Linked DNA regions of Muntiacus reevesi: region 1 is linked to region 2. A link is a contact called in public Hi-C data. All regions are on one chromosome and are shown on one strand. The core of a region is the stretch at or near the end of the contact, and the rest is flanking DNA. Distances in the headings are between cores, read along the strand shown.

What was found. A called contact is a pair of places that touch in the nucleus more often than the background predicts.
Region 1: a Hi-C map of muscle shows a contact between it and region 2, with 8 times the contacts expected there. The contact joins the promoter of MAP1LC3B here to the promoter of MTHFSD in region 2. A contact is called at or near these places in 2 of 3 Hi-C or Micro-C datasets (blood and muscle).

Annotation. Positions count from the first base shown.
Region 1 is chr2:226,353,065-226,357,414 of mMunRee1.1, forward strand. It overlaps MAP1LC3B (microtubule associated protein 1 light chain 3 beta), which reads left to right and starts at 1,308. Exons shown (of 4, transcript XM_065925164.1): 1 at 1,308-1,466. The coding sequence starts at 1,427.
Region 2 is chr2:225,772,767-225,777,624 of mMunRee1.1, forward strand. It overlaps MTHFSD (methenyltetrahydrofolate synthetase domain containing), which reads right to left and starts at 2,890. Exons shown (of 8, transcript XM_065925155.1): 1 at 2,734-2,890.

The DNA of each region.
Region 1 (4,350 bases), core at 58-2,557, 580 kb after region 2:
ACATATGCACAATACAGTGTTCTTTTGTGAACAGTGACACAGTACAGAGCCACAACTAACATGGTTGTTCTGGCAGTGGGGGGTAATTACACAACAGACTTGGCTTCTCTGTAAAGGAAGAAATTCCAGCTGCACTGGAACCTTTTTGAGAGCTATGTTTTAGTAGGTTCTGTAAGTTTGTATAATAAATGTTCATTAGTACAATCCAATTACTTTATCCAACAGACATTATAAGAAAGGCTTTTTCCAAACTCAAAAAAGGGGAGAAGTCCAAGATATTAAAAAGATATTAAAAAATATTAAAAAGCAAAAACAGTCAAAGAATCAAGTACTGTTCATTCACATACCTGTTTATTAGATGTTTGAAGTGGGCAATAACTGACTTGCTCACTAAACGCTTCATAGAGATCTATATTCTACCAGGTCACTTCCATCTGCTCCTCAGGAAAGACCTGGAGTTCTAAAATATAGTACAAATGAGTCTGAGACTGAGAAAAATGGTTAGGTATTCAAGGTAGTTGCGCTAGTTATTGAAAGACTGTGAGGACTGAATATGGGTAAGGCTCGCTATTTGAGAGAAGAGCAGAGATCAGTGAATGGTAGTGAACTCTGCCAGGTGCGGACAGGCCGGCGCCCTGCCAGCGCAGGTGATGCCTAGGGCCCCCTCCACTCCAGAAGTCACCTAAGGCCGGATGTCAAGCCCAGGGCACGGACTTTCTCCAAAGCCAGACTCGACTGACCATAACCTGAAATAATGCAATTTTGGCTCTTTTCCCAGTTGGGACAATGTGTGCTGGAAGTTACCAGTTGACAGTTTCCTTAGAAAAGAAAACTGAGATGTCCTTGACGTGGAAAGCCAACGGAAACAAAGACACAAAAACCCGCCGACGGAAAAGAGCCAGCAGCTTCCAGCTGTGAGCTCTCAGGAGGCAGGGGCACAACAGGCCTTTATTTTCCTGTGGAAACATCGCCGGCCACCGTAACTGGCACGGGGAACAGGAGCGAGGCCGCGCCGCTGCAGCTCAGCCAGGGAAACAGCACCGCGCGCGTCCGCCGGGCACATGCCCGCGGGGGACGGCCAAGTTCCCGGCTCGCGCTCCCCCGGGCAGTGGCCGGTCGCCGCGCGCCCATTCGCTCCCGCGAGCCCTGGCCTGGCCCGTTGCGCATGCGCGCGGCGCGCTCCTCACCACCCACGCGCTTCGAGCCCGCCCCGGCCGCTGCGCGCGGCCCGCTTCCGCCACGCCCGCCATGGCGGCCACTGCGGCCCGCCCCTGGCCCCGCCTCCCAGGACGCCGCGCAGGTCACCTGACGCGGCTGCGGGCTGAGGAGACACTAGAGAAGTCGCTGTCGCCACCATCGGAGCTGTCGCCGTCTCCGCCTCCGCCTGGACCCTCCAACTCGCCGCCCCCACCCAGCCTGCAGCGCTATGCCGTCCGAGAAAACCTTCAAACAGCGCCGAACCTTCGGTGGGTGCCGCGGGCCGGACGCTGTCTGAGGGCCGGCGCGGGCTCAGGGGCCGAGGCAGCGGGGCCGAGCCGGGCTAAGGGGCTCCAGAGAGGGCGGGTGGGCGGAGGGCTACGGGGCTGAGGGGCCGAGGCTAGCTGAGGTGGGGGCTGCGGGAAGGCCGGGCCCGGGCGGCTGAGGGAGTCGAGGCAGGGAGCCTGTCGGGCCGAGGGCCGCCGGGCCCGGGGGCCTGAGGGGCCGAGGGGCCGAGGGTGCGCTGACTGGGAGCTGCTGAATCACCTTTCGGCCCGGGCGGCCGCCGGGCTGTGAGCTCGGGGCCGTCAGCGCCCAGCCCCGGGGTGTTCGGGCCCTCCGACGAGACGAGCGCAAGCGTGCTGTCCTTGTAGGGGAGTCTGACCCGGGGCCGGGCCGGGTTCTCAGAGGTGGTGGCACCGTGGGTGCACGTCTAGGTCACACATGGTCCCTTCAGATGTCAGGACCTCCACGGAGAGGGGTCCTCACGCCCGCCCCTTCCCCTGCAGCCCTGCGTGGCTGCGACGTCTTGGTCCTATTTGTGGTACAAGCGCGAGGGTGGGTGGCTCTTCTCACTGGCTAGCGACAGCATTCTTTGACACCAGCGGCAAATCCGTTCTCTCCCAGTTCGGGCTGGAGTCCCTACTTAGCATGCTAGTGTTTGGTGGAAACAGAAAGTAACACCATCACAATACTTGCACGAAACCGATGGGAAGGAAGTGATTGGTGCTCCTTTTAAAGCAAGACAGTGCTGCAATAACAGCGTGGCCTCCTTGTAGATCCTTGTGTAGGGCTTGTTTGTTTATCTCAGGCCAGGTGGAGTAGGGCGGGACCAGCGTTCCTTCCAGTCCTAATCTTCTTTACGATCTTCAGCAGTATCTCTGCTGTCTACTTTGGTCTAGTTTCCCGGAGTCTGGAAAAAAGGCAAGCATTCATTTGAACCTGGATATGGTTTTGTAGATCTCATTATCGATAATTATTTCCTGTGCCTGAGAAACTCCAAAAAATGAAATTCATGTTGATCTGAAGAGGATATCTTTTTCAGCCTCTTGAAGCAGTTGGCTGGTTTGCAAGACTTAGAGGTGTCTTTTTTCTTTTTTTTTTTTTTAAGAAATTTTGTATATATAGACCTTTGTGAACTAAAATATTCGTGAATATTAGTTTTTGTGCAGCCCTGGGAGCAGTATTTGGAGCAGATTGGCCATTGTACCTGGCTACTCTCCTTACTGACTGGCATTAAAAGTTAACTGGGGACGTTTGTATGGGAAAGATGCCCATTTTCTCAGGACCCAATACTATAGTTAACTTTCTTTTTGCTTAGAGTACTTTTAGGTTTTCTAGAAAAATCCCTGAATGTAAAGTAATTAGCCTCCAACTAATAAAAATAAATGGAAAAAATATATGTATCTTCTTCAGATCTCTGACACTGCCCTTGTGATTTCTCTTCTTGGATTAATGCTATGGTCCTCAATCTCATTCTCTCTAATCCATCTAATTATGAAATTCTTTGGGATCAGACTCTTAAGTATTTCTCACTGTCTTTACAAATAATTTCAAAGCACTTAGTGCTGCATACATAGAAACTTATTTCCTATCATAAAAAAGAAAGAAAGAAAGAAAAATCCCCGAAGAAGAATAGGTAGTAAGAGTAGGGAAAGTGAGGAATAATGAGAAAAAGTGAAAATAAATGACAATAAAATAATGAATTAGAAGGAATATACCTGGTGCCTGTGGCCCTGAGGGCAAACTAGCAGGAATGCCTTAGTTTTTCTCCATTTGTGTATGTTGCATATACTATATTTGTGGGCTTTCCTCTTTCTTCACCTTTATTTACTACCACTCCTTTTTTTTCTCCCTTGTCTCCTGACTCTTGATTCTTTTTTTTTTTGTACTTTTACTGAGAAATGACATTCATTACTATGTAAATTTAAGGTATTCAGCGTGATGACTTGGTTTACATATCTTGTGTAATGACAACTACAGTAGGTTCCGCTAACATCAATTAAAAAGGTAAATTTTCTCCTTGTTATAAGAATTAGTATTGCCCTCTCCTCATTTTTTTAAAAAAGGGCTTAATAGTCATTTTGCAGAAGAATGTATCATTTAATGGCTACTGCCTTTCCTTGCTATTGATCGTGATAATCTGCACTGATAATCTTTTTGTAGCACAGTAAATGAGGCAAATCTGTTCTTTGGAGATACCATTTTTGTGGAACCTAAGACCAGCCCCAGGTAGCTTGAGCAATAAGTACTCTTCCCAAGTGAGTGAGTTTGGGTTAATTAAAAATTGAGTATAGCTCTGATATGATATAGTCTACCAGGGTTGATAGAATCTTAGAGCTCACCCAAAACAACCACTTCCTTTTGTAGCCAAAACTGGGTGGGGCCCTGAGAGGTGGAGATCATGGTCCACCTAGTGGCAAAGTCTGGACTTGCCCTTCAACCCTTCTGGTAAGAATTCTTCCTTCCCATCCTCCAGGAGGTAGCCAGTACATGAAGTGGACTAGCACTGAGTCAAGAGGCAGTGGTGTGTCCTTAAAAATATTTTGAATAATTTTGTGAACTTTAAATTTATACTTGAGCAAATATTTTTGGATTCAGTATTCTCAAATGTCAATTTCACTCCATTTTCTTCTAGGGTTGCCCTAGTGTAATAACAGATCTGTCTCCTAGACATAATCTGCTAAGATTCAATGTTAAACCTAGATCTTAAGCTTCACCATCAGTAATCAAATGGGTCTTCGTTGTCTCAGAAGTTGATGTGGTAGTCTGGAATAAATAACTCCAATTATTCTAATAGGTAGACTGAAGAGTGAGGTTTATACCAACACCTAGATAACACTCCCTGAGCTTAAGCTATGTCACTCCTTGATG
Region 2 (4,858 bases), core at 1,640-4,139:
GCAGCTACAGATACTGCTTTGAGTTCTGTTGTTGTTTACTTATCATCCTGCAGATTGACCCATAAGGTATATAAAAAGTATATACTCATACTTTTCTGCAGTTGCATAGTATTCCATGATGCAGGCAGGTCAAATTTTACTCAAGCAGTCCTTGACTGATGGTAGGGGGGTTTCCAACCTTGCTACTGACGTATACCTTTACAGACCTCACCAATTTTATAATTTGTTAAACTTTTACATGTAGTTTTACCAGGTTAAGGGCCAGAGCCAAAGGTTTCCAGTGCTTATGCCCTCAGGCTAGACACAGATCCCCTAGGAATACCACTCATACCAGGCCCTTCACAGGTAGACCCCAGAGCGTCCTGGAGCCCACTGCAAACACTCTGGTGCCTCTTGACCCTAGCTGTGCTTCTGAACCACGGCAGAAATCAAGACTGCAGATTCACGTGTATTTAGGGAACAAACATCTTCGAGGATGCAGGATTATAGTGCTGTCGGCCTGGTTAAGGCCATGCAGGCAGTTTCCAGGACTTGGCTTGTTTCTTTCCTGCTGGGAGCTCTGCATTTTCTGGTCTCTGCTGGAAGTCTGTTCTACTCCCTGTCTGTCAGTCAAACCCTGACTCTTCAAGGCCCAGCTTCAGCACCCCCTCCAGGAAGTCTCCCCCCATGCTGCTCCAGTGCTCTGAGGATCCCTGGACACAGAGTGTGGAATGAGCTGCAAAGCCCACCATGAATTTAAAAAGTGGCCCAATGTTGGTCCCTGGCCCCACACACTCTGTACCCCTGTCTTTTTCGGGTCTTTGTACCTCCTCTCCTCCCTTCTCCGGTTCACCCGTCTTCTCCTGTCAGGGTTAGCTGAGACAGACATTCCTCCTTTGGGACCCTTGATTCTTGAGGAACCCCAAACACCCTCAGTTTTTTGTTTTTGTTTTTTTTTTTCAAAACAGAAACCATTAAAACAAATTCCCTGGTGGCGCACTGGTAAAGAATCTGCCTGCCAATGCAGGAGACACAGGTTCAATTCCTGGTCCATGAAGATCCCACATGCTGAGAGACAACTAAGTCCAGGAGCCACAACTATTGAGTCTGTGCTCTAGAGCAGGGGAGCCACAATTACTGAAGCCTGGACGTTCTGCAGCCTGTGTGCTACAAGGAAAGCAGCCTTAAAAAGAAGCCTGTGTCCTGCATCTAGAGAGTAGCCCCTACTTGCCACAACTAGAGAAAACCCCCTGCAAACAACGAAGACCCAGCACAGCCAAATAAATATACAATTTTTTAAAAAAGCTATGACATTACTTTCACTAACAACTCAGAGGTCTAACAATATCCCCCAGCACTGTGCAGGACGCTGTGTGGGACCCAGGAATTGTAGGAATTGTGGCCCTTGCTCCAGTGTCAATTAATCATCACATCTGAGTGACTCCCATTTAGAAAGCAGTGGGCTAATTGCAAGGGGAGGGAGAGAATAAAAGGGCAGGTCCCTGCCCTTGGAAAGTTACCAAAACATGGGAAATAATTAGGATAATAAAAGGTGACATATATTAATGTGAGAAATGCATGAACCCTGTTCTGTAACTGCCCGTCAGGTCAGCCTGGGTCTCCCTCCTCCTTCTACCTCTAGCCCGGAGCGCAGTCCTGGCACTTGGCAGGCGTCTCCAAAGGTCTTTGTTACCATTCCACTGAGCTACCAGCACCTGTTTCCTGTGCTGTTTCCATGCTGCCCGGGCAGTAACGGAGGAGGGGATTTATTCACCTTTCTTGAACTCGGCTTTAATAGACCATGGGGCAGCGAGAGCCTCAGTACCATCTTTGCCAGGCAATGCTGCAATCAATCACCGAAGCTCAGGGGCTCTGGGGGCGAGCCTCCTAAGGGCCTGGGGCAGACGACACAGGAGGCAACTCTCACGGTGGGGAAAGGGGTCCGGAAACGGACACCACCACCTACCCAGAAGGCAGTCCCACTTCTTCTTCTACCTACTCCACCGACAGCGTTCCAACCCCGCTCAGAACCTTCGAAGACCCCGCCCGTCCATGTTCCCCCTTCTGTCTCTGGCAGTTTCTCTGCCCAATCCCCGGGGACTCCTCCGCAACCCCTTGCCCGTCCCTCACGTGACCCCTCCGTGACCCCCGGTTCGTCTCTCAGGCTGCCCCTCCGCGACCCCAGGTCCGTCTCTCAGGCGGCCCCTCCGCGACCCCCGGTCGGTCTCTCAGGCGGCCCCTCCGCGTCCCCCGCCCGACACTCAGGTGGCCCCTCAGCCTTCCCTGGCCCGTCTCTCAGGTAGCCTTCAGCGTTCCCTGCCCGACTCTCATGAGGCCTCTCTGTGTCCCCCGCGCGTTTCTCAGGTGGTGACCGGGACGGCCCCTCACCCGCCCTCGGCTCCATTGCGACGCGGTCAGTCCGCGACGCCTCCCTCGGCGGAGTCCCGCACGAAGTGACGTCAGCGGCGCGCGCACTTCCCGCGCCTGCGCACTGGTCTGGACCGGGGTGGGTTGGGGCACGGTGGCCTCGCCGCAGAGGCCTGGTGGGAACGCCCCGCTGCACGCATGCGCGTGCGACTCCGCGCGCCGGGAGGAGGGTGGTGCGTGTGGCCATTTAAAGTTTATTCTCAATCAGGCTGGCACTGAGCGCTAGGTCTGACGGGCATTTGCCAGGAGCTGGGTGGGCAGAAGAGGGGGCTACCGGGTGAACACCCGTAGCCTGTCCGAGCGCACTGCCAGTTCAAACACCCCCACCTTCACTTTTAGTCCCCAGAGGCCCCCTGCTCCGGGAAGCCGACCGGGATTGCTCCTCTATGACTCAGTTCCTCTCTTGTGAGACTCTACAGATGTTAAATGGCACGGTCTGTTTTCTGCTCCCTCTCTTCTCTCCGCATCATCTTCACACAAATACCTCCAGAAGTGCTAAAAAGTAAATAAATAGAATAATAAATAATTCTAATAACAACAGAAGCTAGGTCCCGAGAAGCTAGATTCCCTTCCCCCTGAGGAGTGAGTCACTCTGCTTCGTTTAGTCCTTTGTAGGCCCCTAGGATCTCCCTCTCTTATGGTCACTGTGAGACCCAGTGGTCGCTTTGAGGGAGTATGGTGATTCTAAGCCTGATGTATTTCCTGGAGCTCAGAATACCCAACCCACAGTCTGCAGACTCGGTGAAAAACAGCTTCCTCACCTCTTTCTTTCCCTGCCCTGTCCAACAATCAAAGCCCTGTCTGCACCTCCCAGGGAGCAGTCTGCTTTTTCTGGGCTCTGATAATGAATCCTTTTACCCCACAGGGTTAATTACAGGCTTGTAAGTTGGTGGTATAAAAAACTAAAATGTCATAGACATTGAGTCATGTGTTCAGAAGTCATGCCTTCACGCATACACTCTTGACTGTGTATATATATAGTCATGAAATTATATAAATGTATGTTTCCACACAGACTATTTACATAGAAGTTTGTATTTTAACTTTTTAAGTTGTCTCTAATTTCCAAGACACTAACCCTAATCTTAAAGAGGCAACAAAGTAATGAGTTAAGAGATCCCAATTCCCTCACTTGTGGCTGAAAATTTGGGGTTACTTAAAATCTCTAGACCTACATTTCCTCACCTTTAAAATGGTGATATTAACAGTACCTCCTACCCCAAAAGAGGATTAAATGAGATGTCACAGGCAGAACATCTTGGTACATAGTGGGCATGCATTACATTTTCTCTTTATTTATTAGGGAGAAAAGTCTTGGAAAAATCATACATTCATACAATAAACACTTCCTGCCCACCTGCTCCAAGGTAGCCTACAAGGCACTAGGGCTGCAGAGAAACAAGACAGAGTTGCCACTGCCTGGAGAGGTAGTACTTGTGTAGCAGACATGAGGTTGCTAAACAAAAGTCAGCTCATCATTTGCCTGGGCCCAGGGAAGACTGAACTTCCCGTCCCTGGGCTGTGTTGGGGCCGTGTGATCAACTCAGTGAGTTGCAAATGGAAGAGACGTGTCATTTGGACATTTAATTCCCAGGGCAGAATCTCCCTCTCTTGCCCCTGCTGAGGTGACAGGAGAGGCAGCCTTTGAAAACCCAGGCTCCTGAGTGACACCCTGCTGTTGGCTCAAGATTATGAAGTCAGTGAGACTTGGGTTATCACTGCAGCATATACCAGCGTCAACTGACTGATACACTGTAAGCAAACCAACTATACAGCAACAAGGAAAAGGCCAACTATAAAGGACTGGCATGCATTTAGCTCTCTTTAAGAAGAAACCCTGGTGCTTGGAAAGATTGAAGGCAGGAGGAGAAGGAGATGATAGAGGACAAGATGGTTGGATGGCATCACCGACTCAATGGACATGACTCTGAGCAAACTGGGAGACAGTGAAGGACAGGGAAGCCCAGTATGCTGCAGTCCATGGGGTCACAAAGAGTTAGACATGACTGAGTGATGGAACAACAACAAGAAGAGCATATGTATATCTTTAGTACTCTGTTTTGGAAACATCTACAGTACTCTATTAGATTTCTCCAATTTTGATTGTGCTAATTGGGGCAGTTCTTGAATTATAAAGATAGATAAGCTCCTTAGTGGCTCCCCTGGTGACTCAGATGCTAAAGAATCTGCCTGCAATGCAGGAGATCCAGATTCAATCCCTGGACCGGGAAGATCCCTTGGAGAAGGTAATGGCAACCCACTCCAGTATTCTTGCCTGGAGAATTTCATGGCTTGAGGAGCCTGGTGGGTTGCAGTCTATGGGGTTGAAAAGAGTTGGACATGACTATATTTTTGAGGTCAAATCAGTGGATCCTAAAGGTAATCAACCCTGAATATTCACTGGAATGACTGATGCTGAAGTTGAAGCTCCAACACTTTGGTCACCTGATGG